2 separate regions of the Drosophila melanogaster genome follow, and region 2 is linked to region 1. Evidence: chromatin contacts called from public Hi-C data. All regions are on one chromosome and are shown on one strand. The core of a region is the stretch at or near the end of the contact, and the rest is flanking DNA. Distances in the headings are between cores, read along the strand shown. Region 1 holds the start of Sh3beta (Sh3beta,). Region 2 holds the start of Rac2 (Rac2,).

The links. Hi-C and Micro-C count contacts between places; a contact is called where the count stands out from the background.
Region 2: a Hi-C map of the OSC cell line shows a contact between it and region 1, with 10 times the contacts expected there. A contact is called at or near these places in 12 of 107 Hi-C or Micro-C datasets (the D17-c3 cell line, the Kc167 cell line, the ML-DmBG3-c2 cell line and 4 more).

The regions. Positions count from the first base shown.
Region 1 is chr3L:7,364,512-7,370,755 of dm6, forward strand. It overlaps Sh3beta (Sh3beta,), which reads right to left and starts at 4,749. Exons shown (of 6, transcript NM_001202128.2): 1 at 4,379-4,749; 2 at 3,048-3,473; 3 at 1,931-2,005; 4 at 1,651-1,699; 5 at 559-1,597; 6 at 73-450. The coding sequence starts at 4,423. The coding sequence ends at 735. akirin (akirin,) reads left to right here and starts at 5,332. Exons shown (of 4, transcript NM_168211.3): 1 at 5,332-5,557.
Region 2 is chr3L:7,432,818-7,438,317 of dm6, forward strand. Rac2 (Rac2,) reads right to left here and starts at 2,373. Exons shown (of 1, transcript NM_001274588.2): 1 at 1-2,373. The coding sequence starts at 1,693. The coding sequence ends at 1,115. All of the region lies in intron 1 of CG42458, which reads left to right. CG14835 reads right to left here and starts at 4,649. Exons shown (of 1, transcript NM_139865.2): 1 at 3,991-4,649. The coding sequence starts at 4,515. The coding sequence ends at 4,057.

The DNA.
Region 1 (6,244 bases), core at 3,499-5,998:
ATTCAATTAAATAAATAGCATCACAATTACTTTAATTTAAACCATTCAAGTTATTGACCACGCCTAAACCTTAGCAATTTTTAAGTTTTTTTTTTTATTACATTTTTGCTAAGCCTTTGGATAAACTAATTGCTTACAGCTTTTAGAATTTGAATATATTTTAGCGCAAAAGTAAATTAATTTTGTAATAAATAAAAAACGGTTGTATCATTGTTAGAGTATCGACACATAAAATAATAAATCAGCAAAAACAAGTGAGAATTGCAACAAGCCCGAATAGTTTGTGGAAATCATAAAAATAATTTAAATCAAAGTTGGCGCTGCCTCTGTCTGCGCTGACGTCGACGCCTACTGCGCAGCCGCTGCCCGCTCGCTGTCCAATAAGAGATCCGATTGGGAATCTGAAGTCTTCTTAGCTGATGCTGCTGTTGTTGTTGTGGTCGCTGGTAACTTCTTTCATTGTTGTTGTAGACAGCAGCGAGTTTTTTGTTGTTTGTTTTGGGAAAGGAGTAAAAATTGTAAATAAGTCACATAAAGGCCTAAACTAGGGTTCATTACCCGTCACCAGACTCGTTATTAGTGGGTTCTTGTTTCTATTTACAAAACATTTTTGGTATTATTTGGCTAAATGTGCGTTTTTTTATGTGCGTGTGTGTGTATGTGTGCGTTTTGTGCATTGGTGTTTGTGATGCGGATGTCAGTGCGTTTTTTGTTGTCGTTCAATCGATTTTCTTTTACTCTTCTTCGCTTTCTTCGGAAGAGGAATTCTCGCCATCCGGTTTGCTTTCTTCATTTTCGGGCGTGTCTTCTGTCTTCGTTTCTGCAGGTTTTTCCTCGTCGATTGGTTCTTCCTCTTTGGTTTCCTCTACAGATCTTTCGGCAGTCATAACTTCTTCGGGCTTTTCTTGAGCCTCATTTTCATTAGGATTTTCTTTAATATCTTCAAATTTTTCGTTTTCCGTACTTACAACCTCGGATATTTCAGTACTACCAACTTCCTCGACCTTTTTGTTGGTCTCATTTTCTTCGAATTCATCTTTCACATCCTCCGATTCTACAACCTCATCATCTTCGGTACTTTTAACCTCTGATTTGGTAGCACTATCCGAGTCCGCGGACTCTTCTGTTGCATTTTCCTCGGTCTTTTCTTCAACATCCTCGTCTTTATCATTCTCATTGACTTTGGTGCCTTTGGTGTCATTTTCCTCCGTTTTTTCCTTGGAGCTTTCGGCCTCTGATTCTTCAACGGCATCAACTTCCTCGGACTTTTCTTGCGTCTCGTTTTTCTCCGATTTTGTATCCCCATCATCATTGGTGGCCTCAACATCTGGTTTCTCAGTAGTGTCAGCATCCTCCGATGTTTCTGCGGTCTCCTCACTTCCCTCTAATTTATCTTTAACATCCTCGGATTTTTCAGTTTTATCATCCTTAACATCCTGGGAGTTTTCCTTATCATCTTTTACAATCTCGGATTTTTCATCCTCATCATCTTTAACATCCTCGGATTTTCCAACCTCATCATCTTTGGTACTCTCAACCTCTGATTTTTCCTTGGTATCCACTTCCTCAGACTTTTCTTGGGTCTCACCTTCAGCGTCTTTACGGGGTAGAAATTTTGATTAGAGTCTAGGGACGATCTTCCTACTTTACCTGTAGTTTTCTCCTCCGTTTTCTTGTCCCCAGATTCTTCGGTTTCAGTCTTTTTGTGGGTGGTGGGATTAGGGGTGCGAATGTTTTGTGGGTTGTTGATTGGTGGTTTTTCGTTTTTTTTTTTTTTTTGGGGGGGGGGGGGGTAAAGTGGAAGTTGTATTTACAAGATCAGACAATCGCTAGGCTACTACAGTGCAAGAGATCATGCCTTTGTTAGCTCCTATAAGCTCTAAAAGCCTAGAGTTATGGTTCGGTCATGCAGGATCTATCGATCTATTACCTTTTGCTCGGCATTCTCTTCATCTGCGTCTTCATCCTCGCCCTTTGAATTCTCCTTGTCCTTGCCGTCTTCGTTCTTTAGAGAATCACTCAATTGTTAGTAATGTTTTTACATTACGAAACTGTTTCGAAAAAGTCGGTCTTTAAGGCAACAAAATTGCTCAAGAATATTGAAATTCACCATATTCCTGTACTTTTCGTGAAAAGTTTTTTTCGTCAAACCTAAAGACCAACTTTGGAAAATCTCTCTATAGATATTTGGTATTAAAAAAGCCTTTTTGTAAATTAAGTTGTCACATTCTCATTGTTAAACTAGCCGTTGATAAGTTGGTGTTAGAGTTTGAGTGTGTTGCATAGTGTTAGAAAAACAAGCTTGCGATTGGTTATAGTTTTTTTTTTTAGTTAATACAAATATATTTCCTTTTATTACAGGGGCAGCGCTTTTTTATGTTTTAGCATTAACATAACGGCTGCACAATAAATTTCAGCTCTCTACACTACTCCAACTTAGGCTTAAGTGCTCCGAGTAAGTATTCCGAGTCCTTATTACAGGTGTGTATAAATGGTACATACAAGTTGTTTGGATGTCAGTTAATGAATATAAATATTTTGATTAAAATTGTCTTTTCACCGGGGGCCAACACAATCGAATGCCCTCGTTTAAATACGCTCATGAACTTAGCTTAAGAACCGCAGTAGTCATAATGAATTCGTTAAAAATTGAAAGATCTTCGATTTCATGCTCTACCGATGAAGGTCTAAAAAGTCTCTAAATAAATCTCGTAGTTTTAAAAGTTAGTTTTGTAAATTTTGTATAATTTAAAAGGAAGATTGCACTTCATATTCTGCAATTATCTATACAACTCCCCCAAATCCCTATGGGCATAGAAATCGAAGACGGGCTCCATAAAATATTGATATATGTATGTAGAAAGTTGGTAGTATCTGTGCTGTTAGGTAAACATTGGGTGTTATTTCTGCTGTTAAGTGTAAGGGCTTTAGTTTCAAGACATTGCTGTTGTTGTTAATTCTATTGCTCTGCTGCAGATGATTGCTGGCTGCGTTTGTTGCGTCGTAACAGTTAACGGAAAATACGTGAAAATAGCTCAAGTTCAAACCTCGGCCTTCTCAGCAGCCTCCTCCTTGACATCCACATCGCCATCGCCGGCCTCCGTTTTCTTATCCTCCGCCTCCGTTTCCGCCTCCTCCTTCTTGGCATCGCCGTTCTCCTGCTTCAGTTCGATTTGGGCGGTACTAACTGCCGTGGTGTCGGCTGGAGCCAGCTTGAGGAACACCTCCAGGGTATCGATCTCGTTGGCCATGTCAAAGGCGTCGTAATCACCGCAGTACTCGTCGTCGTTGAACAGCTGCGGAGGAAGCGGATGACGGGGCTCTGGATCGCTGACCGTTCCACCGTTGCTTGTCGATTTGTTTTGCATCAGCTCCTTCTCGGATTCCTTGCCGGGCTCCGTGATGTCCACCGTGTCGTACTTGATGTTCTTGCTGTCCAGGATCATCAGAACGCGCTGCTGGCGCTTCTTCACCTGTAAAATTGGATTTCGACGGTCAGTGAAAGCATTTAAATTTGAAAAGAAAGTTAAAAATTAAAGTATATAAAATACCTTTAACATGTATCGTTTTGTTCAGTGTAGCTACCTTTGACAACGCTGTTAATTACAGCGATGACAAATCGCTAATGAAGTGTTACCGGCAAGCCCAAACGCACACAAGCGCACACAAAGCCAACTCCCCGCCGATATAAACATATGTACGTAAAAAGAACGCCAGAACCACGCGATATGATAAGGCTAATTAAAATGGTTTGTTGCACCCCAGCATTTATCTTACGATAAGAATATGTGTTTCCCAACGCTTTTTTAAAGTGTACAAAGACAGGACAAAAACAAATAATTGTGAACCGTACAATGACCGTTATGTTTTTGTTCTTATTGGAAGAGGAAGATTGCCAATTGAACAAAGGCACCGAAAGAGTGAGAGGGGGAAGTGAATCACCCCTCACGCATGTACACACACACACACATGCACACGCACCCACGCAACTGCGATCAATGGAAATCCCTCTCTTCCATGAACAATTTACAGTTCACAGTGGAATGAGCTTATATGGGCAATGAAATGTATGTTTGTTCTGCTTCTTGCCACCACTAACACTCGCACACAAGGGCACTCACGAAAATACCCACTTGTTTTTCTTTGACTGTACAGACATACAGACTTACATACCACACACTACATCATCATCATTGTCCAACTCACGTACATACACACAAAGACGAAACGCAGCAGAAGAAATAGAATTTGCAATGCGTTCGTCACCACTTTAGTTTGCTTCTTTTCCTTTTTATCTGTTTGTCGCTAATACCAGGGCCAAACATTCCAATAACATGACACTATTTCGGTTTTAAGCCCGCCACGCCCACAAACTCACCTCCTTATTGCCGGACATGCCGCTGACGTAGACTTTCAAGACCATTTTCGCAGATTACTGTGTCCTCGCACCGCAAATGAAATAATATTTTGCAACTAAAATCTGCTGGCTACTTTCACGGCGATTAAAAATATTTATAGATCTTTTCTTTTCCTGCTTTCTTCCGTCCTGCGCCCCTACGTAATGTTTTTCCACTGGTGACGAAGGCACACGCACTGGGCAAGGTCGTTGGTTTTATTGGCTGTAAAAACGGCAAAGACGCGGATAAAAAAATTGCCTGGCGACGCTTATAAAAGTGCAAAAATATTTGATATCAGGAGTGGAAAATATTTCCTACTTTGTCGTTGAATTGAATGGTGGGACCGCGCATTGACGGCTATAGAAAACCTTCCGGCTTATCAAATATACTAAATATGATGCTTGATTAAAATACTAAAAACTTTGAACTTAAGTGATATTTCAAAATTAAATATTTTTAAGACAACTTAAATTTTATTATGCTCCCATGTAAGGTTTTCATTTTTTAAACGTTCTTCGATTAATAATCGTAATAATAAAATAATAATTTATAAAAAGCATAAGATAGGCTTTTTAAGGTTTTTTAAAAGATAGAAGAAAAGGATTCTTATTATAGAACAAATTATTTTTAATTTGGCGTCGATGAGTTAGCGGCTTCAAGGAACGGTGGAATTTAGAACATGAGGGTGTTTTTTATTTATTAATTTTTTGTTACTTGGAGTTGAATTCCATAAAAATAAAAATGCAATAATGCTAACTTTCTACAAACGACTTAAGGTTATAGGACTCAAGAAAGTACATAGAATATGCAATTGAAAAATGTTCTCCCCAGACTTTTCGGTTATTTGAAGTTTTTGCTATATTTGGTAGAACCATAAAGTATTTTTTGGTATAGATCCGTTAGCAGGGCAACCAATATTAGCGGTCGCCATGCGGTCACTCTGTTCACGTCCCGTCACGCAAGCATCGTCGTCCATTTTTGCTAAGAAGCGAGACGAAAATTTGTAAATTATATCTAGCGAGTCGCCGAGGACGAACAACTATTGACAGTGCATTTCAGTGGCCTTTGGAATACTGCTCAAACAACCAGCAAGCAATAACATTACTTATATCTAACCGAAAACCTAAATTAATCACCCAAACTGAAGTACGGACGTGAATGTAAGTGGGTATGTGCCAGCGGACTAGTGGCACAATAAAAAAGTAAATAAAGCGCGTGTGAAGTGGTGCAGAAAGCAAAAAAGCAGTCGGAAGGAAAAATCAAAATACGCATTAATGTAAGTGCGATTGTTGGAAAAGCTGTTTAACTTTTTGTTCCTCTGAAAAGCTGATAATGATATGCGATGCGACCATTTTTAAAATTTCATGAAATCAACATTCCAACTCACAACGGTGTGCGTGTGCGTTTCTTTGTGTGCGTGCGTGTGCAGGCTAGAGTGGGACAACCAGTGTGATCGCTTTGGCTGCTGCCATTTCGTTTGCTTTTTTTTAAACTAATCTCTGGCATTTGTCACGTAAAAGAGTATAACGTTAAACCCAAAAACGTTTTGTATATGGCTTTAAATATTTAATAATTGTGGGCAGAGACAGCAACACCAGCAGCAGACGCATACACACGTGTTGCGGTTTATCGAGAGGGCAGTGTGCGTGTGTTAGTGCGGAAAACAGCTGGTACAGCTGCCGCTGCAGCGACGAAGAAGAAGAAAAGAAAGAAAGGGGAAGAGTGAGAAGAACACGCATTATTATCCTGCGTAGTTTTCTTTTATCGGTGGTTGTTCTGCTATTGGGTTACAGTTTACACTTTTCTCTGTTTTCTTTATTTTCCCTCTGCATTGCTATGCATTTTGC
Region 2 (5,500 bases), core at 1,123-3,622, 66 kb after region 1:
TAGAGGCTAATTGTGCATTTAGTATACATTAAATCAAGTCCAGGCAAATGCGTTGAGCGGGAAGACCATTGATCAGACACACACACACACATTCACACGTAACTCTAAATACTATATGTATAAATGAAAGTTCTTTTTTTGTCGGCTTCCCACATTCCCCGATTGTTCAGATATTGGCCATAGGCGGGGCCTTTCCTGGGGTTTTTCTTCCACACCCAGATAACGGCTATCTGGTACTGGTTATAGTGACTGCGTTTGGGGCGCTAAAGGCTATAAATCGTCTAGATTTATTTACAATTAATTTTATTTGATTTGTCATACGTTTCTCAGGCCGAATTTCATTTGCAAAGTTCTAATTTCTGCTGTTTAATATAATGCACTTGCGTTTTAAGGCAATTTATGGATTACTATTTGCGAAAATCAAAATTTCTTTTTTTGCAATTAACATTATATAAAAAATGTTTTTTTAATTAGTCGAAATCATTTTTAAAATGTTAATTCTTGTATGTCATAAGCGCAAAAGTATGAGTTGTACTTAATCTAAATTCTAAAACAAGTTAGTCATTAAAAATACTACGAAACAATAACTCAGAACAGAAAAATTTAAACATGTTATCTAGAGCAATATAGAAATTAATTTGAGCAATATTACATCAAATATCTCAAGTTTTAGAAGTTCTTCCACATTTATTTTACTGTGTACGCACAATATCATACTTATATGCTTATGTGTATATCTTTCTATCCGTGATCTGCCCCCCAGAGACCCCTGGCCCCGCCCCCACCCTGTGTAGCCCCCTTGCTGATAGCTGTGTTGTTGTTTTTGTGGCTGCTGCTCCCCCACATAAAGCTGACAATAAAAACAAAACTACGCTCACTCATTCACACACTCATGCCGTCACACTCGCAACCCAGAGACGCGCTCACACTTGCACTCACATCACACACACACACAATACACACACTCACACACTATCTGCTGTAACTAAAGACCCAACAAAGCGAATATGAATATTTTGCACAGAATTTTGCGCTTTGTTCTCTTCTCTTCTCGTTTTTTTTTTTGTTTTTGTTGAAGTTCTTCGCGTTTTTGTTTTGGGTGGGTTCAAAGTTCTTAGAGCAGGGCGCACTTGTGCCGCTTGGGTCCTCGAACGACAGGACATAGCACGGATCGTATGGCCTCGTCGAAGACCGTCTTCAGACCCTTTTGGGTCAGGGCCGAGCACTCCAGATACTTGACCGCAGCTATTTCCTTGGCCATCGCCAGTCCTTGGGGATAGGTGATCGGTGTTAGCTTCTTGTCCTTCAGCTTCTCGATCGTCTGCTTATCGTCGCGCAGATCCAGTTTGGTGCCGACCAGGATTATCGGCACACTCGGGCAATGATGACGCACCTCGGGAAACCATTTGGCTCGCACATTCTCAAACGATGCCGGATTCACCAGTGAGAAACAGATGAGAAAGACATCCGTTTGCGGATAGGATAGCGGCCTCAGGCGATCGTAGTCCTCCTGTCCAGCCGTATCCCAGAGGCCCAGATTGATGGGCTTGGCATCCACCATCACATTCGCCGAATAGTTGTCGAACACCGTGGGTATGTACTCGCCGGGGAAGGCGTTGGTCGTATAGCTGATCAGCAGACAGGTCTTTCCCACCGCTCCGTCGCCCACAACCACACACTTGATGGCCTGCATGATGAAGGCTACTGTACTGGTGGTACTACTGGGCAATCGATGGGTTCAGCAGCTCGATGGGTTGCTTGTGCGCTGGGGGCAGAGGGTTTTTCAGTGGATCAGCTGGTTTCGTGCTCGATTTCCAGTGGCTCAACTGGTTTTCTTTGTGGCAGCTTAACTTATAATTACTTTGGGGTAATTCATTCAATTCAGTAGGTCAGACAGTTTTTGAATGCTTCGATATTTGTACTTTTGAACTATTTTGTACTTTTCTTTTTTCTGTTCAACAGACAAATTTTAGTCACACAATTTAGTTTTGCCTTGTATCGCAGCTCAGCTAGTTTTTCTAATTGTATAGCTTTTGCTTTTCGCGTTGGCGTTTTGCTTTTATTGTTTTTTTTTTTTGGCGATTATACAATAATTTGCTCACGCACTAATACAAATTCTGCCCACACACACACACACATTCAAGCAATCGCGTACAGAGAGAGATGCGAATTTGAAGTGGAGTTTGATTTATCGCGAAAGTTGTCAAATCAATATTCTTAATTGAAAGCAGAACCGTGACGGCGTTCTTTCTGTTCGGTCGGTATATTATTTATGAATTAATTGGGCCCGCATATGTGGGGATTTGCTGATTTTCTGTGGCAGAAACGGAAAAAACACGCCCAAACGCTGTGAAATCTTCGCGGCGATTGAAGAAAATTTCTGCCTCCGCTGGCAGTTGTTGTACTTGTTTTTTCACTGTAGTTTTCGCTCTTTCAACTGGCTTGTACGGCTGTCTCGCTCGTTCGCGTGCGTTAGTCGCTTAAACGAAGCGCTGCGCGCATACGCTCTCCCACACAAAGAGCGAGCGAGCGAACGTGAGCGAGAGCGGCACTGGCACAGTGCAGTCCCATAAAATTAGTCACAGTGAGTCATTCGCTCGGTGACGTTAGTCGTGGCAATCCACAGAGAGCAGAGCGAGACAGAGATAGTGAGTCTCTTTACTTGACCTTGCTTTGGTCGTTTTTGTAGAGTTTTCTATATTCGTTCGACGGTTTTCCACGAATTTCCCGACCGTTGCTGTTGTTTTGAGCCAATTTCCACGCGACTAGAGGCTATCAGAGATGTGCGGTACCCAACTCAGGTACAAATCGCCCGTAGCTTATCGCGGTACAATTACAGTGCCACACCAAAAACAAGCAAAACGTTGATATCGCGCGATATAAATATTAATTGAACAATATTTTTTTTATTGATGAATCAATTATGTGACCTAAATATGTGTCACAGTCTTTGGATGAATATACTTAAATGGAAGTATTCATATTTTAAAATTGGAAACTCAAATTTAGATTCTGGAATTACTTTTAATTCTCCTTAATTCGGGCCATATTAATTTACGACCGTTACATCCCATCTAATTCTTAAACGAATTATTAAATTTTTCATGACCAGCGATATTTGCTGCCGTTGACTGTTTTAATGGACCACAAAATTGCGTGTGTCGGCAAAAACCAAAGCCCAAGGAATAACAAACAAATAACATTGGCAAACAGTGCAAAATATCGACAGTAAAAACCGAAAAGCAAAAACAGAACCCAAACCGAATCCACCGAATCCGCCGCATCCGCATTCAGCCAAAAGTGATAGCCGAAATATTTCGTGTTTGTGTTTTGGCTTCCGCCCCACCAACCAGAAGCCCAAAACATCCCCCCCCCCCGTCCTCCACATGCCACGCCCATTTTCGCATTGATTTTAAAATGGAAATGTTTAAAGTGCCGTCGGCGAATATTTTCGCATTTAAGTTAATTTCTCGCACTGCTGATGGTGCTGCTGTAATTGGATAATTAAATAGGCGCCACAAAATTTGTTCTCCAGCAATCCGAACAACAAGCACGAATATATGAATTTCAATAATATGCATTTTCAAAAAGTTTTTAATGGAATTTACTGTAAAAAATCCGCAACAATTAAATCGCCAATGAAGTCCGTTCAAGTGGAATAAATGTTTCTGTTTCCGTTTGTGCGTGGATGAATCATTCGATTTCGTATTCGATTTCAAGTGGGCGGGTGGGCGTCGCAAGGTTATCAGCGGGTCAGGGCGTGAAACAAAAACAACACTTTTTCGAATTAATTTTCAAATTACAGCGTAATTTAATAGATTAACCAATCGAAAGCTTTTGGCTAAAACAATGGTGTTAAATTAAGTTGAAAAGCGATAAGCGCAACAAATAATGCAGTTATCAAATTACCTTTCAGCAAAGTTATTTACTTAAACCATAACATTTTGAAACCCAAATGAGCCTTTAAGCTCCCAGAAAAAAAAAACATTTGATTGCAGTGTACCTATATTTTCCATTGCTAGCATATCCGGTGGTCAAAAGGGTTCATCAAGGTTTTTAAAGAGGCGGGTTTTCCCAGTGAAATTGGGATGTATACCTGGTACACCTGGTACTTCCAATCCCTGGACTTCGCTTCCGGCTCGTTGCACCCATCTTCTGCTGCCGCTTCTTCCTATGCGTCTTGGCATTTCCACGACAGATTCTACGCTTACTTGACTGAACATCAGAGCGCGTCCTTTGCACTGTGACCTGCTGAGGCGACAGGACATTGACGGTTAACCTCATTGCCGACTCGATGGATGGTCCGAATTGGGCCATCAAATAGGGGACTTCCTCGAACAAGGACTGCTCCTGGTCACTGAGTGCGTGCCAAGCGTTGCGGGCTTCCTTAACCAGTGTGACAGCTGGTATATTCTTACAATCGCAGCCTAGGCGGTATTCCCGCAGAAAGTTGTACGGGGCACATTTGCTGATGAACACTGGCGACTTGGAGCCAATGCTATAGCTGTAGTCCATCGGAATGCCGGGAATGGAGGCGAATTTTATGCGGCACGGGCGAGATGATCAGGAAACTCAATAATTTTGGTAAAGTCGTGGCACTGGGAAATGTGTTTTATCAAATATTTAACATCACATCTACGAATCGGTGTATTTCGAAATACAAGCGCTGCTGACATATACGAAAACAAATTTCGGATTACTTGTTTCGTTTCGAAATCGATTAGGTACATATATGTGAATTTTTTATTACCAGAAGTTAACTAACAATTTGCTGCTCTGCATAGTAAACAATTGCAATTGAAATGCCGCACTGAACCGCTTTGCATTAATCGAGTAATCTTTGGCATATTCAGGACTTTATCCGCATATCCTTATTACGACGTGTCCATTGCGGAGTGAAAAACTGTGCAAATAATTAAAGCCAAAGTGCGATACGTATGACAGTGAGTGCAACAATTATTTGATTACTGTCGCCGGGACTGCCAGTTCCCAGTTCAGTTCCCTTTGCCACGTAATTGGCGGAGTGATATATGCACATATACATATATATACATTTATATGAATATATATCCCAACCCCCGGTAATCGATGCAGGAATTTCATGGGAACAGCTTGCTGGCCATTATGCAGCGAGTTATTCATAATTGTTGTTGCTGCCCAAGTGGCAGGAAAATGCATAACAAACTGAAAAATATTCAAGCCATTTTTATTGCCACACCAGACGAACCGCACACTACATATACAGATATACATATATATACACACACATATATATATATATATATATATATATATATATGGCGATAATGAATGAATGTGCGCTAAAGAACCGCAGCCTGAACAGAAAAGAGCGAAATAAAGCAAATAGTGCAACTTCAACTGTAACAGGGCTACAATAACAATAAATTTAACACTTTAACGATTGTGTTATATATAATATCCCCAAATTGCAATACAAACCAAATTATTTTAGTTTAATAAGTTTAAATACGGCAGTAGA